2 separate regions of the Gasterosteus aculeatus genome follow, and region 2 is linked to region 1. Evidence: chromatin contacts called from public Hi-C data. All regions are on one chromosome and are shown on one strand. The core of a region is the stretch at or near the end of the contact, and the rest is flanking DNA. Distances in the headings are between cores, read along the strand shown.

Region 1 (6,880 bases), core at 3,132-5,631:
TGAGACTGTGGGTCAAAGGATCATTGGTTTGGGCAGATTTGTCAGCTTGACGTGTGTTAGCATGCGTTGGCCCGCTGCCGCGTATCCCAGTGTGAGTCAGAGGGCTGCAAGATGTCTGCTCCATTGCTCTTTAAAAATAAATGTAATTACACTATACAGTCCAAACTAGACTGTAGTGTAATAACGCCAGTCATAGGTGATGCATATGTACATGTACGACATGTGGTGTGTAAACGGCTGCGGTCCTCGCCGCTTCATAAAATGACCACGTCTTCTAAATACTAATAGTTAAATGAGAATAATAAAAACTCACAAGCAAAGAAATGAGTCCAATCATCTCATGGAAATCAGAACCGCAGAAATGTAGCATCTTTGATATTTAAATGTCATTTCTGACCTGCAAGGCAAGAGGTAGGGATTGAGATCGAGACCCTCCATGAGGTCTGACCTGGGCTGGAGTACCGCAACAGCATGTATGTGGACTTCTTCAACTCAAAGCAGTTTGCTTGATCTTCATATGACCGCGTGTGCCTTTCTGTCTCCACCAGGGTTTCTTCAGACGGACCATCAGGCTGAAGCTGGAGTATGATAAGTGCGAACACAAATGCAAAATCCAAAAGAAGAACCGCAACAAGTGCCAGTACTGCCGATTCCACAAGTGCCTCTCTGTGGGCATGTCGCACAATGGTAAACATTCCACGTGGTTTACGTCCTCTGTGTTTGCTAAACAACAGCCCTCAAGTGACAAGTACAGCAAAGGATAATGCTAAATGCAGTAGCAGCAGAGAAGAGTCATGAAGTCAATGAATAGAACATTATCTTGCTGAGGATCGTCCCACTCCAAGTTCTGACTGCCAAACCACTGCAAATTAACAAATTCCACCTCTAAAAGAACGTTCAAATCTCCTGCTTTACAGTCTACATTAACTCAATTAATGATATACAGCAAGGACAGAACTCATGTGTCATAAATACAGTTACACAAAACTCTGCTAACCGGACCCCCGAGTTGACACGCGGTACGTACGCATTCTAGACAACGGCATGTGTCCTAACGCGGTTTGGCTCGCAGTCAACGTGCTTCACGTCGGCCTGCTCGCCGCTGACAAAGCACAGGCTCATAGCTCCACATCTGGCCCGTCAACTGCGCTGACTGCCGAGCGGTCGCTGGGTTCGTTGGCCTCCCACTGCAGATTTGAGCTTTGAGAAACCCGAGAGGGGGCCGACATGTTGTCCCCTCTCTCAAGAGAGAGACGGGAACATAACGCACCAGATCTGATGGGGGAAGGGTGGGGGGGGCACTTTTTGTGTGTCGTGTCTGATGTCTCTGTGCATGTTTTCTGTAGAATAACGGCAACTCATTTCTGAAGAAAAGCTTTCTCGCTGTTGCTAATTGATGTGCGTGTCTGTGCACCAGCCATCCGCTTCGGTCGGATGCCTCAGGCGGAGAAGCTGAAGCTGAAGGCGGAATCCAAGATGGTGGAGAAAGAGGTGGCGAGCCCCACGCTGACCGACCACAAGACTCTGGTCGGGCAGATCCACGAAGCCTACGTGACCAACTTCAACATGAACAAGGCGAAAGCTCGGCTCATACTCACCGGGAAGACGAGCAAGCCGGTGAATAATGAAATAATATGCTTATGTATCTGTGGGATGAAGAGTGACCAACCCCGCCTCCTGACATTGGATCGGCCTCGTCTTTTCCCCCCCGCAGCCTTTCATCATTCACGACATGGAGACGTTCCAGCTGGCAGAGAGGACGTTGGCGGCGCAGGTGGGAAACGGCGACGGTCCGGAGCTCGGGAGCAGGCTTCGTGCCGGGCAGGTGCTTGTGTGCGGGGAACTCCAGCAACGGGAGGCTGAAGCCAGGCTCTTCCACTGCTGCCAGAGCACCTCGGTGGAGACGGTCACGGAGCTGACGGAGTTTGCCAAGGCGGTGCCGGGTTTCCCGAACCTGGATCTTAATGACCAGGTGGGCTTTGGTGGTGGTGTATCGCAGGCTTCACTTGAACCACAGTCGTTTGTGTTCATGTTGGATGTTTGATTATGTGGCAAGAAAAGGTCCCGGCGCCTCCGAGTCCTGCTGTGGCCCTCTTACTATTTATTTTTTATTTTTTAGGTGACCTTGTTAAAGTATGGGGTTTATGAAGCCCTCTTCACCCTCCTGGCCTCCTGCATGAACAAAGACGGCCTCCTGGTGGCCCGCGGTGGGGGCTTCATCACCCGAGAGTTCCTCAAGAGCCGCCGGCGGCCATTTAGCGACATGATGGAGCCAAAATTCCAGTTTGCCACACGCTTCAACTCCCTGGAGCTGGACGACAGCGACCTGGCCCTTTTTGTCGCTGCCATCATCTGCTGCGGAGGTAATTATTGTTTTTAAAAAAACAATTAAAAAAGTGCTCAAAAGGGTGCAAATTTGCACAGAATGCAATCTGAATCCTCCTCCACGTGTCCCTGATCCCGTCCCTCCAGATCGGCCAGGCTTGGTGGATGTGCCTCAGGTGGAGAGGCTGCAGGAAAGCATCGTTCAGGCACTCCGGCTCCACCTGCTGGCCAATCACCCGGACGACAGCTTCCTCTTCCCCAGACTGCTGCAGAAGCTGGCTGACCTCCGGCAGCTGGTCACCGAGCATGCTCAGTTGGTGCAGGAAATCAAGACAACAGAGGACACGTCGCTGCACCCGCTCCTGCAGGAGATATATAGGGACATGTACTGAGTGGATCTCACGTGGTCACGAACGGAGACATGCGTTGGATTATTTATGTAGGCCAGTGGAAACTGTGTGTCTGTAAATATTTACTGATACTAGCGTGCACATCAACGTAGGCTGCACACTGCTGTGATCTGCAGGGGAGAAGCAGCTCTGGTCGGTGTTTCACTGAAAGGGGAGACAGTGGAAAACAAACTTTTTTGATCTTACACCATAGATGTGTAGAAATGTTTTGTAATGGATCGACCTCAGAGCAGCCAATTGCTATGGATTGGGTCCCGGACGCCCGCTTTTACTCTGCAGACTGATCAAAAGCTAAATGAGAGGCGGACATGGCAACATTTACAAATGGTGTACACCCAATAAAGACATCTGGACATGGCCACTGCAGTCATGTATGCACTGATAATAAATATTAATCTTGAACTGTAAAAGAAGCAGCGCTGTTGGAGAAATGATAATATTTTAATCCTTGAGGTAAATTAGGTGTTGGTTGTGCAGTAGGCAAATCAACATTAAAGTATTTCATTTATTTTGGAAATCTAGCGCATGTTAGTTCAACTCATAAGATTAGAGTCAGCTTTGCAATGTCCTTTCATTGTGTACTAGTACCTTATTGAAATCAGCAACAATCTACCTGCCACCAGTTTGAGAGGATTGGGTGAAGAAACACCGTCGTCATTATTCAACGTGTGCCATAATGTTTCAAACTAAGAGAATTCATATTTTCTATACTACATTTAGCACAGAACAAGGCAGTTGTCTGTTTAGTGTTGGGTCAGAGAATGTTCGCACATCAATCATGAACAACAATGCAGTTAATTCATGCAGCCATTGTTTGAACATATTGTAATTTCATGTGTAATAAAATGTATTTGAATCCTTGACCTTCTGCTAAAAACCATCATAACATGACAACTCTTGTTACCTAAGGGTTTTTTTTTGCACAAGTCCTGCCATTAAGACTCATTATTGCCCAGTGAATGTTTTGACTACAAGCACAATAATATGTTAAGCTGGATTATGTTTTATTTTGTAAACATAATGTGGAATGTGGTTACCACACTGAAGGTTTTCGCTGACTGTGAAACCGCCGTTGAATAGGAGGAGCTGGTTGCCTCCTTTGCTGTGCTGGACTTCACCTCCGATGTCGTATTAAAACACTGTTTATATTTTGTATCATGAAGTGTATAATAAAAATAAAATTGCTGTTTCAATAACATGAATTATGCCATGTGGTAGTTTCAAATAAACTGAATATATTTCACTTTTATTTGTAATACCGTGGCTTATTTACGTGGCTAATATGTGTTTAAATGCATCCGCAAACATATTTTTCCCTCCACAAACTAAGCGACGGCGTGGCGGGAAAAACACAGGTGGAACTAATAATGTTAATGACAGCGTGGTACTTTTTAAATGTCCTAGTGAGACACATGTGATTCATTACACCTGTGCTTTTCCTTTCACTTAAGTTGTGCTGTAAAAATGTATCCTTACTGGAAATAATCCATGTCATTTCTGCGGGTTCACTGCGCTTTCATATTTTCTATAATATCAATCCACATTCGTTTGAGGCATTTTAATAAAAAGTCATTTATATTGTAATTTTATATTGTATTGTTTGTCTTTATATCTAATACTTCTGTGTGTGCGCATGTTGCATCCCCGCTCCACTAGAGGGCGCTAAACCGCTACGAAACAACACGCCTCGATGCGGAAAAACCAGGAAGTGACTTATTCTGCTCCTCGGCTTCGAAAAGATGGAGCAAACTACAAGCGACCCTCGTCCAAAAATATTTACATGCCAGGTGTGCGAGTTAAGCAGCCCCTTCACTTACCACGGCCAGAAACCACCAAACACGAGAGCCATTGTGTAAGTGGACATCAAGAGCTCCCGTTAGTGCTAATGAGCTAGCTATGCTAACTTTGCTAGCTAGCTGCTAACGCTAGGTCCTATAAACGTCAAACACTCCGCGAAATGACCCCGTCTGACGTCGTTACGTTTGCACGAATGGTCACACGTGCGTTCACATCTGCATGTGTCCTCCAACAGGCTGCTTGAGGAGTGTTTTGTGACCCAGGACCCCTTCAGTCCGGACAGGGAAAAGTTTCTTGTTTTGGGTTCCGCCTGCAGCCTGTGCAACACACGTGTTTGTGTTGGTTCGGTAAGTCGTCTTAAAGGTTTAATTGCTTCGCTCTGCAAGGATTAAAACATGTGATCGTGTAATTCTAAAGTGATACCTTTATCGGTTAGACGTGCTCATGGATTTCCGCTTTGAAAGCTAAGCTGAGCTCAGCTCCTGTGACTGTTTCCCCCACTTGTGGGTCACTGGCTGTAAAATATGCATCTGTGGCTTGGCCGTTTTCCTCAGATGACTTAGCGGTCATGTGGCATTTATATGTGCTGGGTGAACTTCACGACCGATGCTCTTGGAACCCATTGATCCAGATTCGTCTTCCCATCTTGGACTGAACGTGACTAAACAGCCATTGTTGCCGGACTGTGATTTATCTTCTCTCAGGACTGCAGTCTTTTCTACACCAAGAGGTTCTGCATGCACTGCGTGAACAAGCACTTGGAGCAGTTCCCACGTCAGATCCAGGCTGAGCTGGCTAAGAAGAAGCAGAGCTCCAAGTCATCTGACAAGTAGAGGTCTATGACATACTCTCAAAAAGAGGAGGAATGAGTCAGCCTCCAGTACCAGCTCTCTTCGTCAAAGCCATACGGAACTAAACTCCAAAAACGGCACATGAAAACATCCTGTAATTTATTGGCATGGCTTTCATTTTGGTTGGAAAATTAACACCACACATCAGAATAATACTAGATCATCCCTTTGTGCTAAAAAGGTTGTCATTTTCTTCTACATCTGTATTTTCAGACTCAACAAAAGGTCTCACTGATTTCATGTAGGTAAAAAGGTCCTACACTAGCTCTCGCTTTCTTATTAAACAACTCCCTAAAACGGTTCAAAATAATGCTAATATCTCATGTGAAGGATGATGAATTTGACCGTTCACTATTTTCCAAGTTGCTGGGTAACTGATTTAAAAAAATAAGAGACTGCCTCACTGCCCTTTGCAGAGTGAAAAACATATAATTCCCCTACAATGTTACTTTTGTTCCTCATTAATAATGCCTGTTTTGGAATATTTTAAACACCTATTTTATATTAGAAAAGGAAAAATACCACCTATATTATTACACTTTAGCAACACATGGAAACATTCCCATTTACGGAAGTAATTATCTCTAACTAAGGACATCCTTTTTATGGGTGCATTTATGGGCAAACGTTGCACTGCTAACTTCTGTGAAGTCGAAACATTGTCATTTCTGTTCATTCTGAAGCTATAAAAAATACACACAGTGACCTTTTCTTCTGTTTTTTTGTGTGTTCAATATTGGATCCAAATTAATGTGTAACTAGTGTTCATTTTTAGTGACAGAATCTGCCACGGACGCATCATTCGCTGTGTTAAACAGTTACTTCCATTTCGTCATTTGACCAAACCAAATGTTCTGGTGCCCCCTTTTTCTCGCTGTTTGGTTATTCCGCCCAGAATCGGTTCAGACCTCGGGGGGATGCCTCCGTGCAACACCGTGCACAGTTTGCAGCAGCATAAACACATTATAGATTGAGTGTGATCCCGGCGATAACATTGATATAACAGATGGCCTCGCTGGTTTCATCACGAGCTGTTCGACGTTTAGAGGACTAATTGAAACAGCGTGGCAGTTAAGACGGGCCCAGGTTTTTCCTTTTTCTTTTTCTGGCAAATGCTAAAGAGGAGTGCACAGTGACATTCGATGTGGAGTTTTAAGTCGGGACTTTGTGAACTCCTGGGTACAAGGAGTGCATACTGTTCCAGATCCAATCACTCCTATGCAGCTCTGAAATGTGCACACACACACACACACACACACACACAAGCTATTTGACCACTTACTGTATGTCTTGGCAAGAACACCAATTTAAATCTTGAGTCAATAATTGCTTAGGTGCAAACTGGAAGCTGCAACACAGGGAAATGGTATATTTCAAGGTCTTGGTTTTGTCTTCTTTTAAGGCTGCACCGCTCTTTGTGTGTCCTTTTTAAATTCCAAGCACACATAAGCAATTACAACCGGTGATGCACACAAACCACCTCTGTGGCAACACTGG
Region 2 (6,812 bases), core at 2,357-4,856, 34 kb after region 1:
CTCCACGTAACATTTTCTCCCATTTCATTCCACTTCTTTGAAGGGAGCCAGTAAAAAGTGGCCAGTGCTTTAGTTGGCGGCCGACCAACTCTAAGCAAAGAAAACATGGGCAGAGCAGCCGCTGCAAAGACAGTTGGGATATTATGCACACAGAACATGTATGCTTAGGCTGATTTATAACAGCAATGTGGAGCTTGGCAAGCTTCATTTTCTAATGAAAATCTTTACTTGGACGGTTCTCTTTTGGACTTTGAAGGAAAGTAAAGGTCAATCACAGTTGTGACTGTCATCCATACAGCAGAAAATTGAGCAGTAAGGCCGAGATCCTCCTTGTGGCAGTGGCAAGTGGGTGGCATCAAACTTGAGAGCCCCACCCCCTACACGGAACCCGCCGGTCCAAACCTAAAATTAGCCTCTGTAATAAGAAGACGGGGGCTCACGTGTCTCAAATAAAATTAAATAAAATTAAATAAAATTAAATATTTACAGCAGCTGACCTGTCGTACAAATAACAGTTGTTTCTGGGAAAAATTGGCTCCTCCCACCCAGCGTGCCGTCGTGACGCCGACTGATTTACTGGCGATTGCCGCTGCCTGCCACAAAGTTGCCACCCACTTGCCACTGCCACAAGGAGGATCTCGCTGTCACTCAAATTGAGGGTGTTTCATCCCCATTTATCAATATGTCGTATCACCCAAATTGAGAGTATAAAAAACAGCCATCAGAGCGAATGATTCATGAATATCTCCTACCTTTGCCGCTTTCAACACAATTATTAAATGAATGCACGGCAACGCGTGCAGGATTCATCTCGCATGACTCACACAGCTTCTGGTCACTTTTAAATGACGCCAGGGGGGTTAAGGGGTCGAATTTCAACGGCAGAGATGATTCTCGAGCGTCATATACACTACCCGTTTGGCTTCTGAGTGGCTAAGTAAGCCGTTGGTCATTTTTGCATGGGTTTAGTCAGATCCAATGGGATCTGCCGAACAAAGAAAGTGGTTGAATAAAACAAACCGGCCAACCACAGCCGGACATGAGAAAAGATTGGGACTTTGAGAACTACCGTTTCTGGGCAGTGAGGGCTTCACAAAAGCCTCCTTTAGAGTAGTAGACTGTAGAAACTTTCCATGCGTATAGCGTCCACTCACAGCTATCAGGTAGAAGTGCTTTTAGCCTGGTTTGTCCGTGTTTTATTGAATTTCGAGGCCTGTTAGGGATTTTATTTCAAGCGATTTCACAAAATGTAAATGATTTTCTTGTGTGTTGTATTGATTTTTTCCTTCACCAGTAACATACACTGATTTTTACACTCCGACAGAAAAATAGTCCAGATAAACAAAGTAGTGTTGTGTGTTTCATTGAACAGTGTGTCTGGCTTTCTTTCATTTGTTTCCAAATGTTGACATAAATCTTCCAAACAAAGAGGAAACTTTGACCAGGAGCAACCAAATGTTTTTTCTTCTAGATTTCCTTGATCTGTCTTCCTCCCTCCCCTCTTCCAAAAGCTGCACCAACCGCTTTACCTTGGAAAACTGAACTGAACTCAATTCAATCAACAGATTTCCTTAAAAGTCGGAAAGGCCCACCAGGATAACCTCCTAAAGTCCCTGGATGGTTACAGTAATTGGTCACGTAGAGTAATGCGTGCAGCCCGTGAGCCAAAGCAATGACTAACAGCTGATGAGTGGAAATGTCTTTAACATAAAAGCAGAGTCCAGTGCTGTGTCTCGCCTCCCTTTTCTCTGCTCCCCTCCCTCCGTCCCTCCTCCCTCTTCCTGCTTTCCCGCCAACTGAAAGATTCCCTCTCCCTCCCTCCCTCTCCCTCTCCCTCTCTCTCCCTCTCCCTCTCTCCTCTGACAAATAAACAGGTCTCACGTGAGCTCCTCTCCCGCTCTCCGTCTACGTGTTCTCGGGGACGACACCGCCCTGTCTGGCCTCCGTGGCGACCTGAGCCGCGCCGTGATTGGTCGAGTCCGAGAGAAACTGCGGCCCGGAGGAACAGTGAGTTGCAGACAGGCATAGCGTGTCTGAGACAAAAACACAGGGCGTCCTGCCAGCCGCAGTCCCCGAGGAGAGAGGACCGGGGATGGAGTGCCTGGCTGGCTGCTGGACAAGTCGGTGTGAAGGGCTTCACTGTAACACACTGTGCATCTGCTATGCGCGCACGTTGTGACCACATGATGAATACTTCCACAGTGCAGAAGATTGTGTTCCTTAAAAGTCTTTTGTCTGTGACATTACACATCCCTGTTAGTTCCAGCACTCACGTACGCCATTCTTAAACAGATATATCAAATTTAGGTAGGAAACGCTTCCATCGTGGGCTGGCTGAGTAATGAAATGGCACAAAGCTTCAACAGATGACAGATGCAGGAAACACCACACAGAAAACCTGTCTAATTCACTGTCATTTAGTCAGTTATAAAAGAGGTCCGGCAAGCTGCTGTCAATGGGAGACTGCAAACCTCTATTTTTTGCTTGTCGGTATCTATCTGTTCCCAAATTGCAACTGCATCTATTCAAAAGAGCTGAAAAGCGATTTAATACGAGGAGAGACAAGTGACAAGTGAAAATGTTAGCTTAATCAACGTGGATATTATGAACATTAAGTTGTCTGGCAGACGGAGACGCTTCCTCACTGCTGACTGATTATGTCTCTAATTAACTGTGTAATTTCCTTGCTGAATGACTGGTTGTTGGTATGACAGACGGGTGGAAACGATAATAACCGCTGTACTGAGCAGTGGCATGCGAACATAGCAGCATATCATGAGTTACAACCTGCAGTGAAGATTAGCATTTACCAACGCGTATAGTGGTCATGACTTTACTTATTTATTACTGAAGGCAAGGTGGAGCTGGCATAAAGTGGCCCAACAGACCAAGCAAACATCATCTCCAACATCAGGAAATGCACAGAGAAACATTTCAACATGACAAAACATTACACATCTGAGTTTTAAACAGTCCATTTCTTCTATTTCTTGATCTGATTTGGTAAACGACGACGTTTTTTTCAACCAGTTATGTAACCAAAAGCAATACATTGCTGCTGCTTATTAGAACATCTGAAATGATGTTGAACCCCGAAAAGAACGATTTTTTTTCCCTCAATGTGAGGACACAAAACGTATTAGTTTCTTAAGTTGACCCATTAATTCTCTCTCTCTCTCTCTCTCTCTGTGTGTCATCATGGCTAATGATGTGGAACTACCCCAGACGTGGTTTTGAGTACTTTACCAGGTGTTTATATGTCTTTGTCTGGACCGATTTGGCAACGCGTTGGCGTCACAACAATCAGGAAACTTCGCCCCCCCCGTCCCGATTTGGAGCCGAAAAAGCAGATTTGCCGGTGCAATTCCATCCCAACATGGTCCCTTCGCCTAGCAATAGAACATGTTCTAATTTTTTAAGAACACTGAAAAGAATCCTGGGTGAACAAGCAGAAGAGAAAGAGAAAGAAACCCCAAATTGATGAGCCAGGCAAGATAAAACAGAGAAAGATATGTGCTTCAAAGATATTTCAGAAAACCCCGTGTCTCAGCCAGCCTCTTCCCACCACACCCTAAATCTCCCTCTTCTTTCCCCTCTGACTTGCAATTAGCACTTTCTGTGACGGGTCTCAACCTGCCACGATGGAGCTGATTCACCTCCTTTAAAAACCCCCGTGTGTGTCATGAAAATGTATCACATCTTGACTAAGATCCTTGGTCCCTGGTTTCGGAGAATGAGACAAAACAAAAACACCACAGCGTTTTCTTCTCTTTACACTTTTTTTTTTAACTGTCTCTCGGTTTGATGGGTGTAGTATGTGTATGATTGGCGGGTCTGTCATACTATTAATTTGCTAATAAAATCAGCTGAACTTCTAATTAAGCATAAGCCAAACTGATTTCATCGTAATTTATTGCTGTTGACTGTTTGTTAATTAGTTTTACTTTGTTCATATGTCATGATCACTGACCTGGATTTTGGACAGGGGGTTACAATAGCTTCCCATGCTGCCTTAAATAAACCTGCCTCTGGCAGATTTTATCGGCTCTAGTTTATTACATGAACTTACGTTAGTTTCCTGCGATGGCTCAAAACAGGCCCCAGACAATAGATTATATTGTACAGAGGCTGATTAATTGGTCCTAGTTTTAATATTATTATGTTTGATAAAGGAAAAGATTCCACCTTTTTGACACGTTTTACTGCTTAGCTTATGAAACAGTCTCATTGTGATACTGATGTCTCTATATGACCTACATAAGCAAACAAGCTGCTTGCATTCGCTCACATTCTGGTATAGTAGCTTTCAAATAAATACTACACGGTCTATGTTTTTTGCCGCTCTTTTTTTAAGGTGACCTTCAACCCTTCAAACTAACATATTTGATAATGTGCACAGGCACTGTAGATAAGCATTGGCTGAAGATGCAAACGACTGCACCTTAAAAACAGACAGTTTAAACCATTATTTAGTGTACGTATGTAAAAAATAGTATGTAATGGTTTACTTCTTCTTCTTTACATACTACTTTAGCTTTTGAAAAGAGGTTGAAAAAGGCACCGCCCTTCAAAGCCTTTAAATGTTGACCTGAACTCTTTAACTGTACTATTTGCCTTAGCAGTTGAAGTACTTTAATGTTTGCTAAGCTATGATTGGATAATCGCTGTTGCTGGATGGTCAATTTACAACATTATCTTTTACTTCAAAGCTAAGGTAAACTGGTTTCAGATAAGCGTTTCATACATCAGTGAGTTTACTCAGTTTGTTATGGTGAGACGCATCATTCCAATGACCTTTGCACAGGAACTTCCTGCTTTCTTTTAGACTTCACAGCCCCTCTAAGGAGGAAACTTTCAGTCCACCACCAGCTTATGATGCGCTATGATGTCACCAGAACCCCTAAAGTCTGAAAACTGAACATTCTTTGCAGAAGGAATGTGTCAGTGGTTTTTTGTTTGGCCCCATGGGGTTATCAGGCAGCAGTAGGAACATACCAAAGTCTGTACAACAAACCAAAAAAACATCCATCTGTCACCAGCGTGTCTCTTTGAAGAGACCGGCAAGGTCAAAGGGCGTTGGGGTCAGGTGTGATGTACATGACAGCAACCGTCACAAACAATAGGTGGATTTGCAGAAATGAAAGCTTTATCTGGGGACGGGTGAAGGCAGATGAAAGTGACAGTTCTTGGCCAAATATCAGGGCGGCTCAGTCATCTCCTCTTGTATTGCATGTGTGTATTTGGTTTTCTTTGATTGTTTAAAAGGTCAATGCAGAAAATACTCACGCGGTGCCTAATGGAAATACTGTTTCACGGCAACGCTTCTGCTATCCACCACAAGAAAAGGCACAGGGACTCACATGCCGTTTCCACAACTCCTTACATGACTCACGAGAAAATATGTGCCTAGCTCTTCCTCCTTCTTGTTCCCTTTGTTCTAATTTTAAAAGCCCCGACAAATAAATAACCTCTCCATGGGATTTCGAATGAGTCAGCGGGGCCTTTCATCACACGCCGATGTGTCAGTGAGTTCAGACGCTTGTAACTCGATCGCAGCTGAGAGGGAGCGAAAGACGCCGGCCTTTGACCTCTGTCCGGGCTCTGCATCCTCTCATCTCTCGTGAGACGAGATGCAAAGCTACAGAGTTTAAGCGCTGCCAAGGCCCCCTGCACATCTGAGCATGGCCGCCGCTGTCCTCGATGTGCACCCTGGGGACACGACACAAGTAGTGTCACTCTAAATAACGGTAATGACTGTTGTGGCTGTTTCTTTGATTTCATTTATTTTCTTTCCTTCTGCCTGTTTTTCTTTTACGTTAAAAGATTTTTTTTCAGACTAAAGTAAACTCCTCCCAGGCCATGGAAGACATCTCACAGTAACACTGCTTTTAAGTAGTACTACTTGTGGTCAGCAAACTCATCAGTGAACTGATCCTCCTGATATTCTCTTCAAGTACATTCAAAGCTAAGCTGTGTAGTTTTTACGTTCAACCATAAGGATGCAAAGATAATTCAATTTGGTCTGAAATACTGAACATGAGCATAACTTCCATTTAAATATGCCACTGTTGTGCATATTTAAATGTGCTGTTGATGAAGATGGGGCCAATGAATTCAAATCATGGACAGCGATGAGACAGTTGTTGCTTTTTGGTTTTGGTTGGGATAAGTGTCCAAATTTGAAATGGACATTTCTCTCTGTAATTGCAGTTAAAAACTAGCAAACTGCATTCAATCATCCAGAATTCTAACAGCAGAATCAGTATACGATGACGATTAGCACATAGGAAGTCAAACTATATATAAAGAGTGACATTGGCACACTCTGTTTGTCCACCTAAGTTGCCCTTGCTTCAACTAAAACTTAACCACACCATCACCCAATGTTTCACATAAAACATCTACACCAACATTTGCTGGCATGTTAACGCTTTGCATCTCGAGTGGGCTGTGTTTGCAGGGGTGGTGGGGGGGGGGTGACGTGTGACACAGAAAGAGATAGACTGTTGATAACTGTTGTTTAGTGTAGCAAACCGCACAGAGCTGTGAAACCACTGCCGTGGTCTGAATAATGAGGAACTATAACTGTCATGTTCAGACCCCGAGCGCAAACACACACACACACACAACGTCCAAATCCAAAAACCCTACCCAGCGCGGGACGCTTAAACATTTCACCAGTTAGTTTTAGGTAGAATCCCTCGCAGCAAGATGCAGATTTATTCGTTGAGAAGCAGGTTTGCAAAGTGTGTGACAGAAAACGGTCTTAAAAGTGAAAGAATAACGCGGGACAGATTACATCATTTGACCTC

Evidence for each region. A called contact is a pair of places that touch in the nucleus more often than the background predicts.
Region 2: a contact with region 1 is called in a Hi-C map of whole body, with 7 times the contacts expected there. The contact joins the enhancer-like site here to the promoter of cdpf1 in region 1. A contact is called at or near these places in 6 of 6 Hi-C or Micro-C datasets (blood and trunk muscle, liver, skeletal muscle and 2 more).

Annotation. Positions count from the first base shown.
Region 1 is chr4:27,722,477-27,729,356 of fGasAcu3.hap1.1, forward strand. It overlaps cdpf1 (cysteine rich DPF motif domain containing 1), which reads left to right and starts at 4,382. Exons shown (of 3, transcript XM_040174855.2): 1 at 4,382-4,587; 2 at 4,768-4,879; 3 at 5,237-6,088. The coding sequence starts at 4,475. The coding sequence ends at 5,365. LOC120817459 (peroxisome proliferator-activated receptor alpha) reads left to right here. Exons shown (of 8, transcript XM_040173709.2): 4 at 549-687; 5 at 1,418-1,617; 6 at 1,715-1,972; 7 at 2,120-2,363; 8 at 2,473-3,978. The coding sequence ends at 2,717.
Region 2 is chr4:27,757,750-27,764,561 of fGasAcu3.hap1.1, forward strand. No RefSeq gene overlaps it. Among protein-coding and RNA genes, the nearest start is that of LOC144406265, 23 kb to the left of the region's middle. Within about 2 kb of position 3,607, at least 1 of the 9 cell types and tissues checked has open chromatin away from gene starts, as enhancers often do.